Linked DNA regions of Mus musculus: region 2 is linked to region 1. The links are chromatin contacts, called in public HiChIP or PLAC-seq maps. All regions are on one chromosome and are shown on one strand. The core of a region is the stretch at or near the end of the contact, and the rest is flanking DNA. Distances in the headings are between cores, read along the strand shown. Region 1 overlaps Fmn1 (formin 1). Region 2 overlaps Scg5 (secretogranin V).

Region 1 (4,814 bases), core at 1,019-3,518:
TTCTTTGGAGTTAGGGAGGTATGATAGAAACACAGGCCTCAAGAATAAAGTATCTTGACCTATTCTTGTGCTCATAAAAGATGTAATTAATGCCAGCTTCTTTAGAGTTGAGAGGCACTCATGTGGAAGAGTATGCTATATCTAATCCTTCCGTCAAGTCATTGGGCCTATATTACATAGAGTAGATATAAATTCTTTGCATATAAATATTGAGGTTTGATGTAATTCGATGAAATTTTTTAAAAGTTCCAAATATTAATAGATATAGATACATATTTAGCTAACTTCAGAAAGTCACCTATAATTGCAAGTAGAGTAGAGAGATTTCAGAAAGTGCATATACTTCTTATATCTAGAATATAAAAAGAATATAATTGAGTTAACAAGAGATATCAAAGATTCATCATTAAAATTACATATATGACCTAGTGACCCTACCTTTAAGAACTTTGCTTAAATGAGGTTATGTTCCTGAATGATTACATGCACACAGGTACTGACTGCAGCACTTTAGAATTTTGTTGTCATTATTATGAGTGTTATTTGTGTGCCTGTGTGTGATGGAGGTCATGTGCAGACATAGGCGTAGGAACACTGCTTTGTGGTTCTCTGCATGTACCCTTCCTTATGTGTGCTCATGGGATTGGCTTTAGGTCACCAGGCTTGCATGGCAAGCACTTTACCAGCTGAGCATCTTGCTGGCCCTAAAGCAATTTTTTAATACTTCTGCAACATCTAGGGAAAAAAAAAAACTGAACATTCATGAGCGAAGACATGTTTAAATAAATTGCAACACATTTTTTCCTCTGTAATACTATGAAACTGTCTAAAGTATTAATATAGATTTCTAACAAGCTGCAATATAATATATAGAATGCTCTGTTTCTTGTAAAAATGAACATGTCTTCTTCCCATACATAAATATGTGTTTTTTGCACAGACTTGAATGTCAGAGAGAAAGGTGTAAAGAAGAATTGGCCAGGCTGTTAACATTCAAAGGGCAAGGCAGTGGGGAATAGACCAGAGAACAGGGTGTGAGAACTGGGTGTGTCAGCTCCTTCACCTCTCTACTTTGTGTATCCTTACAGTGTTTCTCTAGATGTGGCGGGTGCATGTAACTTTTATAATTTCGAAAGCATTATTTTTACCATTTTGTTTCTTATTTTTATTTATATGTGTGTGGTTGTGCATGTAGGTGGGTGCCTGTGCCCATGTAGAGGCCAATAAAGATCAAGTGTTCTGCTCTGTCACTCTCCACCTTATTCTCTCTCTCTCTCTCTCTCTCTCTCTCTCTCTCTCTCTCTCTCTCTCTCTCTCTCTCTCTCTCTCTGGCTTTTTGAGACAGGGTTTCTCTATATAGCCCTGGCTGTCCTGGAACTCACTCTGTAGACCAGGCTGACCTTGAACTCAGAAATCCGCCTGCCTCTGCCTCCCAAGTGCTGGGATTAAAGGCATGCACATGTGCCACCACGCCCGGCACCACCTTATTCTCTTAAGGCAAGGTTTATCACTGAATCTGGAGCCAGGCTGGCAGCCAGCGAACCTCAGTGATCCTCCTGTCTCTGACCACCACAGTGCTGGGGTTATAGGCACAAGCATAGCCACACCGTTTTGAGGAAAGAAATCACACACCAAAATTAGCCAGACCCCCCTAAGCTATATATCTCAGTGAACTTCTATATAGTTAAAGTAGCCACTTGAAAGGGAATCTATAGAGATTCATATTGTGTTTTTATATTTTCAGAATCCAGTGTATTTTTATACATTTATCCATCACCAAAATGGAAAATCCGTGACAGCATTAGAGCTAGAAAAAACGATTAATTTTATATCCTCTTTCATCACTCATTTATACCTACATTCAATCTTTCTTCATTCCCTAATATTTAATCCTTTTTCCTGAAAATTTTGTCCTTTTATATTTCCTTAGAGCTAAATAGCATTCATGTGTGTGTATGTATATGTATGTGTGTGTGCACACACACTACAGATTTTCTTTTTTAAGATTGATTTTATTTTATATATATGAATTTTTGCTTGTAGGTACGTCTTTGCGTCCTTTGAGGGCTTGGTACACATGAAGGTCAGAAGAGGGCTTGGGATCCCCTAAAACTAGAGTTATGTGTCAGTCAGGAGGTTGTCAGGCTCCATATGGGTGCTAGGGATTGGCCCACGGTCCTCCACAAGAACAACAAAGCTCTAACTACTGAACCATCAGTCCAACCACATAGACCAAATTTTCACTCTCCATTCATGTGTTGGTGGACAACTAGGTTGATTCCAGTTCCTTGCCGCGGTGAATCAATAACTGTGGTGTGTAAATATCTCAGTGGTGGTGTATAGAGTTCTCTGGAAAAATGCCCAGAAGCAAAATAAATGAACCATATGGTAGTTCTATTTTTAATTTTTTGAGAAATCTCAAAGCTGACTTCCACAATGGCTGTATTTAGTCCCCAACAACAGTGAATAAGGGCTTCTTTCTCTCCACATCCTCTCAGTCTCTTGTCAGACCCATTGATGATAGCCACTCTGACTGGGGTGAGGTGCTTTGTCAAAGTAGTTCCAATTTGTATTCTTCCAAGGGCTCGGGATGTTTAACACTTTTAAAATAGTAATTGGCTACTTCTGTTTCTTTCTATAAGTGTTTATTTAGCTCATCTGCCTATTTGTTGATGGTAGTCTTATTTCATTGGCATTTCATTTCTGCAGTTCCTTGTGAATTCTAGGTATTTATTTCCTTGCTTAAAGGTAGTTAGTAAAGGTCTTCTCCCATTCGTTAGGCTGACCGTTTGCTCTACTGATTGTTTCTTCTGCTGTACGGAACCTGTCTATTCTCAAGTAGTCCCATCTGTTGATACTTAAGAGTTGGTTCCTCTGTTGTTGCTGCTCTATTTTAAATTACTAAAGCTAATCCGGTACCTATGTTTCATCTAAAAATTGCAATTTTATTTCTTTAAGGGAAAAAAAAAACCAAAGAAACATGCTTTACTGAGTGTCATGTATATGTGGGGGTAGGATTATAGTGGAAGCACATTTTCTGTGTTTTTCCTGTGTCTTCCAGTAAAGCAGGAAACTCAGCAATGAGAATATAGCATTTGTCAAAAACAAACAACTAAACAACGAACAGGAACGTATCTGGAGAGCCATGAAGGTAATGCCTGAAAGAAGTATATTTGATGGTAAAATTAGATGAGCATAGCACAAAATCCAGAATCTAACCATGAAGGCAATATAGTGGGGCTTCTGGATGCAACAGAGTTCCAACACAGGAACAGACCCACCTCCAGGCCCTTCTGGGAAGGGGGTTTGGGGGTTGAGGAGGGTTATGTGACAAAGAATGGCATGATGGGGGGTGGGGCTGAAGAAGGGACCAAAAGAAGAAGAGCATATGAAATACCCTTGCCTGACTTTCTAAAGTAAAGCCAAAGACAGGTGTAAGGGGATCATCAAGCTGCCAGTTATGGCCTACAAGGTCTGCCCTTCAGGGCCCAGAGCACCAAAGGGTGAAGTAGACCCTGAGGAGCAGCACAAGGGAACTTTGATGATGCAGGTGAACTGCCTATAGCATGGAGACCAAGAAAAGACTTGATTGTAACTGGAGGAAGTCATCTCAGTAGAACGATCTGCTCTTAGGTAGTTGGTAAGTGGGTGGTAGGCAGGTAATTAGTACACACACACACACACACACACACACACACACACACACACACACACACACACACACTGTCAGATTGTCATTGGTTGAGGCGTCTAAAATCTCACACTTTTGAAGCTGCCATGGTGTCACACATCTTTAATCCCAGCACTTGAGAAGTTGAGGCAGGTAGATCGCTGAGATACAGGCCAATCAGGACTACATATTGAGACCCTGTCTGAAAACACTTAACCCAAACCAACAACATGAAACACCTCACCCTTTTGAGCCTGTAATTGAATTACAAGCATTTCATCTCATTGATGAAGCTGAATATTGACTATTGAAGACATAGGTTTTACCCCATTTGTTTCTATTCTCTGAGTAAGGGTGTTTTTGAGAATGATGGGAACATTGGCTAGCACTCTGGACCCACATTCTTTCGCTTGATAACTGTTATTATGTAATAACATTTTTTGTTTGTTCCTTTGATGGATTTCACCTGCTTTCTGATCAGTGCTATTAAATAATTACCTTAAAAAAAATAGAATCCTACTATGTAGCTCATGCTGGCCCCAAATTCAGCAATCTCTTGTGCTGGTATTGTAGGTCTGAGTCAAGACACCCACTGAGTAATTCTTAGATAGAACTCAAACCATATTGAGTGGGCCATGGAATGTGAAGCCAGGGCACACCATCTGCCTAGAGTTCCTCTGCATGGCCCGGCAAGGCAGTCTCCAGTTTATAGTGTATTGTAGAGTTTCCTACTCCCACAGAGAGGTTTGCAAGTTATTTTCATCCTTATAAATTTTCTAGTGTTTCAAGCCTGATTCTTTCTATGGGGCCCAGAACCTTACAGGAAAGGGGGTTGGAACTAGGTTAGAATTAGAATTCAGACATGCAGACGGTTGCAGACGGGTTTGTGGGGTCTTTGTAGGACAATTTAGGTAATAGAAAAGTTCACAGAAAAATGGGAAGATGATCATGAGAGAAGTTTGGGTTGAGCATCTGGGCAGGCCATCCCTGCCCCTGGGAAAAATACCTCTGTCTCAGTGCAGAAGGGAGCTTGGGATGGAGGGAAGTCTGTTGCTGGCTGTCAGAGCCCAACAACTAGCAGTGTGGAGACTCAAGACAAGCAGAACCCTCCCTGCTGAGAACTAAGCAGAGGCTGCATGGAAGA
Region 2 (4,814 bases), core at 852-3,351, 450 kb after region 1:
TGATGGTGATGGTGATGATGGTGATGGTGATGGTGATGATGGTGATGGTGATGGTGATGGTGATGATTCTTCCAGTGTCAGCTTCCCTAGTTCAATGCCTTGGCCCTGAGAGAACCATTTCTGTAATAATCTATATATAGGACTCTCAGCTTCTAGCCCAGTACACTACAGACATGCAGTAAGCGTCTCACGTCCCTTCCCTACTTCTCTTTCAGGCTCCTTAACCTAGGGCTGCAGGTCAGGATAGGAGATGTTAGATGGGCCTGTTCCTCCTTTTGGCCCTTCCTCAGTTAGCCAGCCCACTTTACTGGAGTGAGGTGCTGAGCAAAAACACAGCCCGCAGCTCCATATCTTTCTTGTGTGTTAGCTTTTCCTATTCCTGTGAGTGGCTCTTGAATAAAGACCAACAGGAGCCTCAGCTAGCATAAAGGAACACAGCAATCAGAACCCGCCACCACCCTCATATTCCACAGCACGGCCATGTTCCTCTGGCCGGAGCCGATCCTTCACAAAGAGGTTCCGATAATGCCCGATTTGTAATTGGTTTACAAAATTCTGAAAGAGCAGTGCATACTGGTTTTGAAACCTATGAAGGACAGAGTTCCTGGAACAACGTAAGAATTTAATTACTTATTGAATGGATACAAGTGGAAATGCATTAATGGGCACTCTGATGGGATGCTGGTTGGTGTAAATGGCCAGAGAGGCCAGCAAGTAGACAGTCTGCTTCCAGTCCAACGCAGGCCAGATTTCTATCTAGTTCATCGGCACACTGGTCTTTCAGCAGCACCTGATGTTCATTTGTGACATGTTTCACTTTTGGAACTCTTGCTGAAGTGGTCATAAAGTCATAAAAGCAAGAAAAGGGAAGGGCAAGTCTGAGAGGGGAAGTTGCGGCTCGCTCATCTTCACGAAGCATTGTTCCTCGCTGCAGCCCTGTGATCCTAACTCCTACGTCACCGCCAACGGGGTACATACAAGGCCAGGGAAACCGATTCCTCCTAGGATTCATAAGCAACGGCTGGGAGCGCTGTGTCTCAGGCCCGAGCGCAGCAGGACACAGGGAACGGGAAGATAGGATCACCTTTCAACTTTGAGCTGTTTGTAACTGGAAATGACTATGGGAGCACAGAGGAAGTCGAGAGCACAGCGGTGCTTTGTGAGATGGAGATGGAGCACGGTGGTGAAGCATTTGCCTAGCAAGGGCAATGACCTGGGCTGGATTCCAGGCATCGCTAAACAAGCAAGCAAACAAAGTGTTCATGTCTCTAGAACACTTTTTACCTTTTTCAAAATACCTTGATCCCCCTTAATTTGGCTGTCACAACAACACTGTGAGATGGACCGGACAGCTTATCGCCATTTTAAGACTGGGAAAGTAAACTGTCAGGTAGTCTTGTAACTTCTCTGAGAATGAACTAGAATAGCCTATCTCAATGTACGCCCTGCTAGCTGTATATATACCATCCTCCTCTCACCTCCCCCACCCCAAACCCCACACGCTTCTCCCTCTGCTAAAACTCACATGGCACACGTTGCACAGTGGCCAATGTGTGCACTCAGGTTTAAAGGCCGTGCCTAACTGTGGTCTGCTAAACCCAGCCTGCTTCACTAACTCTTTATGGACTGCGGTGACCAAGATGTTTGCACCAATTTGTTCCAAGAGGGAAACTTGTCAGAACATTCGCTTCCTGTAGCCTCAGGTCCCTGAAATACCAGCCACCAAAATCACCTGTGGTTTACCATAATGCCTAGACTCATAATCGTTTCTCAACTAAATAGCCCAGGATTATACAAGTCTGCAGGGATAGATGTACTCAGACCTAAAATAGCTGGCTTGCCAACAAACTTAAAAAACCCAAGCCACTGCGGGAAAGCATAAACAGATTCGGTCGTTAGGATGATTATATCAAATAAGACAGTTACAGGAAAGCAGCTCTGCGAACCATAAATGTTACACAAAACTGGGTTACTGCTCTTCCCTTCCCTTTGTGTACGTAATCCACTTTGTCAATTTTCTGTGGAAAATCCTTCATTGCGGCTTTCCAGGTGACTCATGGTGCTTCTTGTTGCCGGGGGTTTTTTTTCCAGATGGTATGAATCAGGTGACATGAGACAGAGTTCTAGTTTAAACACCACGGGCTTTGCACAGATATGGACTTTGCACAGACAATGCCTGACAGGAAAAAACCCCAGGAGCCAAGGTTCTCCAGGAACCAAGACGCCTCCTGGGTTAAGCCCACACTTCAGGAAAGTGCAAGGAGTCTTAGCTGCCAGCTTCGAAGCCGTGCCTTACAAGTAGACGGGAAGGGAGGAATGCTATGCTTAGATTAATTTTTTTCCCTGCTGTACTGGCTGGTTTTGTGTGTCAACTTGACCCAGGCTGGAGTTATCACAGAGAAAGGAGCTTCAGTTGGGGAAGTGCCTCCATGAGATCCAGCTGTGGGACATTTTCTCAATTAGTGATGAAACAGGGAGGGCCCCTTGTGGGTGGGACCATCTCTGGGCTGGTTGTCTTTGGTTCTATAAGAAAGCAAGCTGAGCAAGCCAGGGGAAGCAAGCCAGTAAGTAACATCCCTCCGTGGCCTCTGCAACAGCTCCTGCTTTCTGACCTGCTTGAGTTCCAGTCCTGACTTCCTTTGGTGATGAACAGCAGTATGGAAGTGCAAGCTGAATAAATCCTTTCCTCCCCAACTTGCTTCTTGGTTCATGCGGGAATAGAAACCCTGACTAAGACACCTGCCAAACTCTCGTGTGAACAATATGGAAAGTGGGGTGGGAGAAAAAGGGTTAGAAAAAAAATAAGAGTTTTTTAAACCTCATCAGAATTTAGAGGCAGCAAAGTTCACTGTCCCCACTTGTTCCATTCAGGTTACGGTCACAGAAATGGGCCGAGCGCATGGTTTAAATGCTGCTTCTCCATGAAGGCTGCACACAGCTGGGACTTGGTGTTCGGAAGAATGAGTTAGGCTACAGAGCTCACAAGAAGCTCTAGCTCAGGCCCTGTACCCACAGATGGACACTAGCTGGAATAAGCACTCAGTGTTTATGTCCCCTTAAAAATTATACTGAAGTCTGAACCCCCAATGTGGAGGGGGTGCAACTGTCCTCCATGAATTCTCCGGCCTCTCGGCCATGTCAAGAGTCAGCTAGCCCTGAAGCGTGAAGCAGGCTGTCATCAAACACCTCAGCCGGGGCCTGATCTAGACGGTCAAGAGCTGCGAGCAGTAGACCGAGTCACCTGGGCGGATGAAGACAAGCTGGGCTCCAAATAACTGACTTCTCTAAGTTAGCAGCTGCTAGGCATGAAATTTCACCTTGCTAATTTTGCTGCTTTTCTATGGCCCTCTTTGACCTCTGTGCTTGCTGGTTTTCTGTCACCTTGAGAGATGCTGGAGTTATCTGACAGGAGGGAGACTCAATTGAGCAAAGGCCTCCATAAGATGAGGTTGTAGAACATTTGTGATTGATAGGGAGGGTCCAGCCCATTGCAGGGCTACCCCTGGGCTGGTGGTCCTGGGTTCTCTAAGAAAGCAGGCTGAGTAGGCCATGAGGAGTGAGCCAGTAAGCAGCATCTTTCCATGGTCTCTGCATCAGCTCCTGCCTCCAGGTACAGGCCCTGTTTGAATTCCTGACTTCCTTCAGGGATGGACTACAATGTAGATGTGTAAGCTAACTAAACCCTTTCTTCCCCCAGTTGCTTTTGGTCATGTTTCATTACAGCAGCAGTAATCCTAGCTAAGACAATACCATAAGAAAATCTTATTTATTTGGGGGATGAACCAATACTTTATATTGTTCAATAGTCATGGATAGTGACAATTTCTGCTTATTCTTTGAAGTGCCATAACCTTCTTTACAGCTACTGAGTCTACTACTTGGAATTTGTGATTGTGAGACAAGGCCGCATTATGGACCCAAACCAACCTGGAACTCACTGTCTAAAGTTGGCCACCCTCAAATTTATAATCCTCCTGACTCCACCCAATTTTCCAGTGCTTGGGGTGCCTAGCCCTTTTGTGTCAAGTTCTTCAGAACTTCGTCTTAGGTGCTCTGTCCCCATCAGCAATGTTTGCCTAGACAGCTCATCCACTCGATAGCCTCAGCCACTCCTGTCAAGGAGAGGACTCCAAAATGCCCTCCCCCTACATCTGTCTTGTGTTCCGCATATCCAAAGAACCATCCTCATGCCTTTCCAGACACGCTGGAGAGCCTTAACGACACAATCATTTTCATCTTCCCTAGCCTACCTGCATGTAAAACGTTTTAAGATTTGTATCCAGGCAGCTAATCCACACAGGATATTTAAAATCATTTTCCAAGGTCTTCTTTTTTTTTTTTTTTTACAAGAATTTCAGTTGTGTGAGTGATTTCAAGGCAGCCTCAGAGGGCATAGGAAAAACTGGAGACACCGACGCAGGCAAAGTTATCATTGGTTCCTCTAGAATGGGGAAAACTACAAAGAGACTTTAGAAAAGTTATCTGGGCTAAGAGACAGCCCTCCCTCCCTTCCTTCCTTCTCCCTCCCTCCCTCCCTCCCTCCCTCCCTCCCTCCCTCCCTCCCTCCCTCCCTCCCTCCCTCCCTCCCTATCTCACTTTGTCCCTCCTTTCCACATCCCCTCCTCCTTCTAAATGCAGAAAGAGACTCTCCAGAAACAAAGTGAGACTCCTCTTCCATGTTTACTGCCCCGGTTCTGTCAGCCTTTGATTGGGAGGCAGCTATTGCCACCTCGTGGCAAAGTAGAGGTACTGCAGCTCCTTTATTCAAATTTGGCCAAACATAGGCTTATTAAAATCTACTTGCCTTTTCAATA

The links. HiChIP or PLAC-seq counts read pairs in DNA pulled down with a chosen protein or histone mark.
Region 2: a contact with region 1 is called in an HNF4G HiChIP or PLAC-seq map of pancreatic cancer cells. The contact joins two enhancer-like sites. A contact is called at or near these places in 9 of 39 promoter capture datasets (3T3-L1-derived adipocytes, cranial neural crest, embryonic stem cells and 5 more), 4 of 484 Hi-C or Micro-C datasets (embryonic stem cells, granulosa cells, neural progenitor cells and 1 more), 1 of 115 datasets of contacts at active chromatin or transcription factors (pancreatic cancer cells) and 2 of 9 other capture datasets (adipose tissue and macrophages).

What each region holds. Positions count from the first base shown.
Region 1 is chr2:113,369,378-113,374,191 of GRCm38.p6, forward strand. The region is part of intron 2 of Fmn1 (formin 1); the gene reads left to right. Among named protein-coding and RNA genes, the nearest start is that of Gm13963, 20 kb to the right of the region's middle. Within about 2 kb of position 2,269, at least 4 of the 459 cell types and tissues checked have an H3K27ac peak or open chromatin away from gene starts, as enhancers often do. A contact at or near this core is called in pancreatic cancer cells, where this site is marked.
Region 2 is chr2:113,819,385-113,824,198 of GRCm38.p6, forward strand. All of the region lies in intron 2 of Scg5 (secretogranin V), which reads right to left. Among named protein-coding and RNA genes, the nearest start is that of Scg5, 7.3 kb to the right of the region's middle. Within about 2 kb of position 2,102, at least 42 of the 459 cell types and tissues checked have an H3K27ac peak or open chromatin away from gene starts, as enhancers often do. A contact at or near this core is called in pancreatic cancer cells, where this site is marked.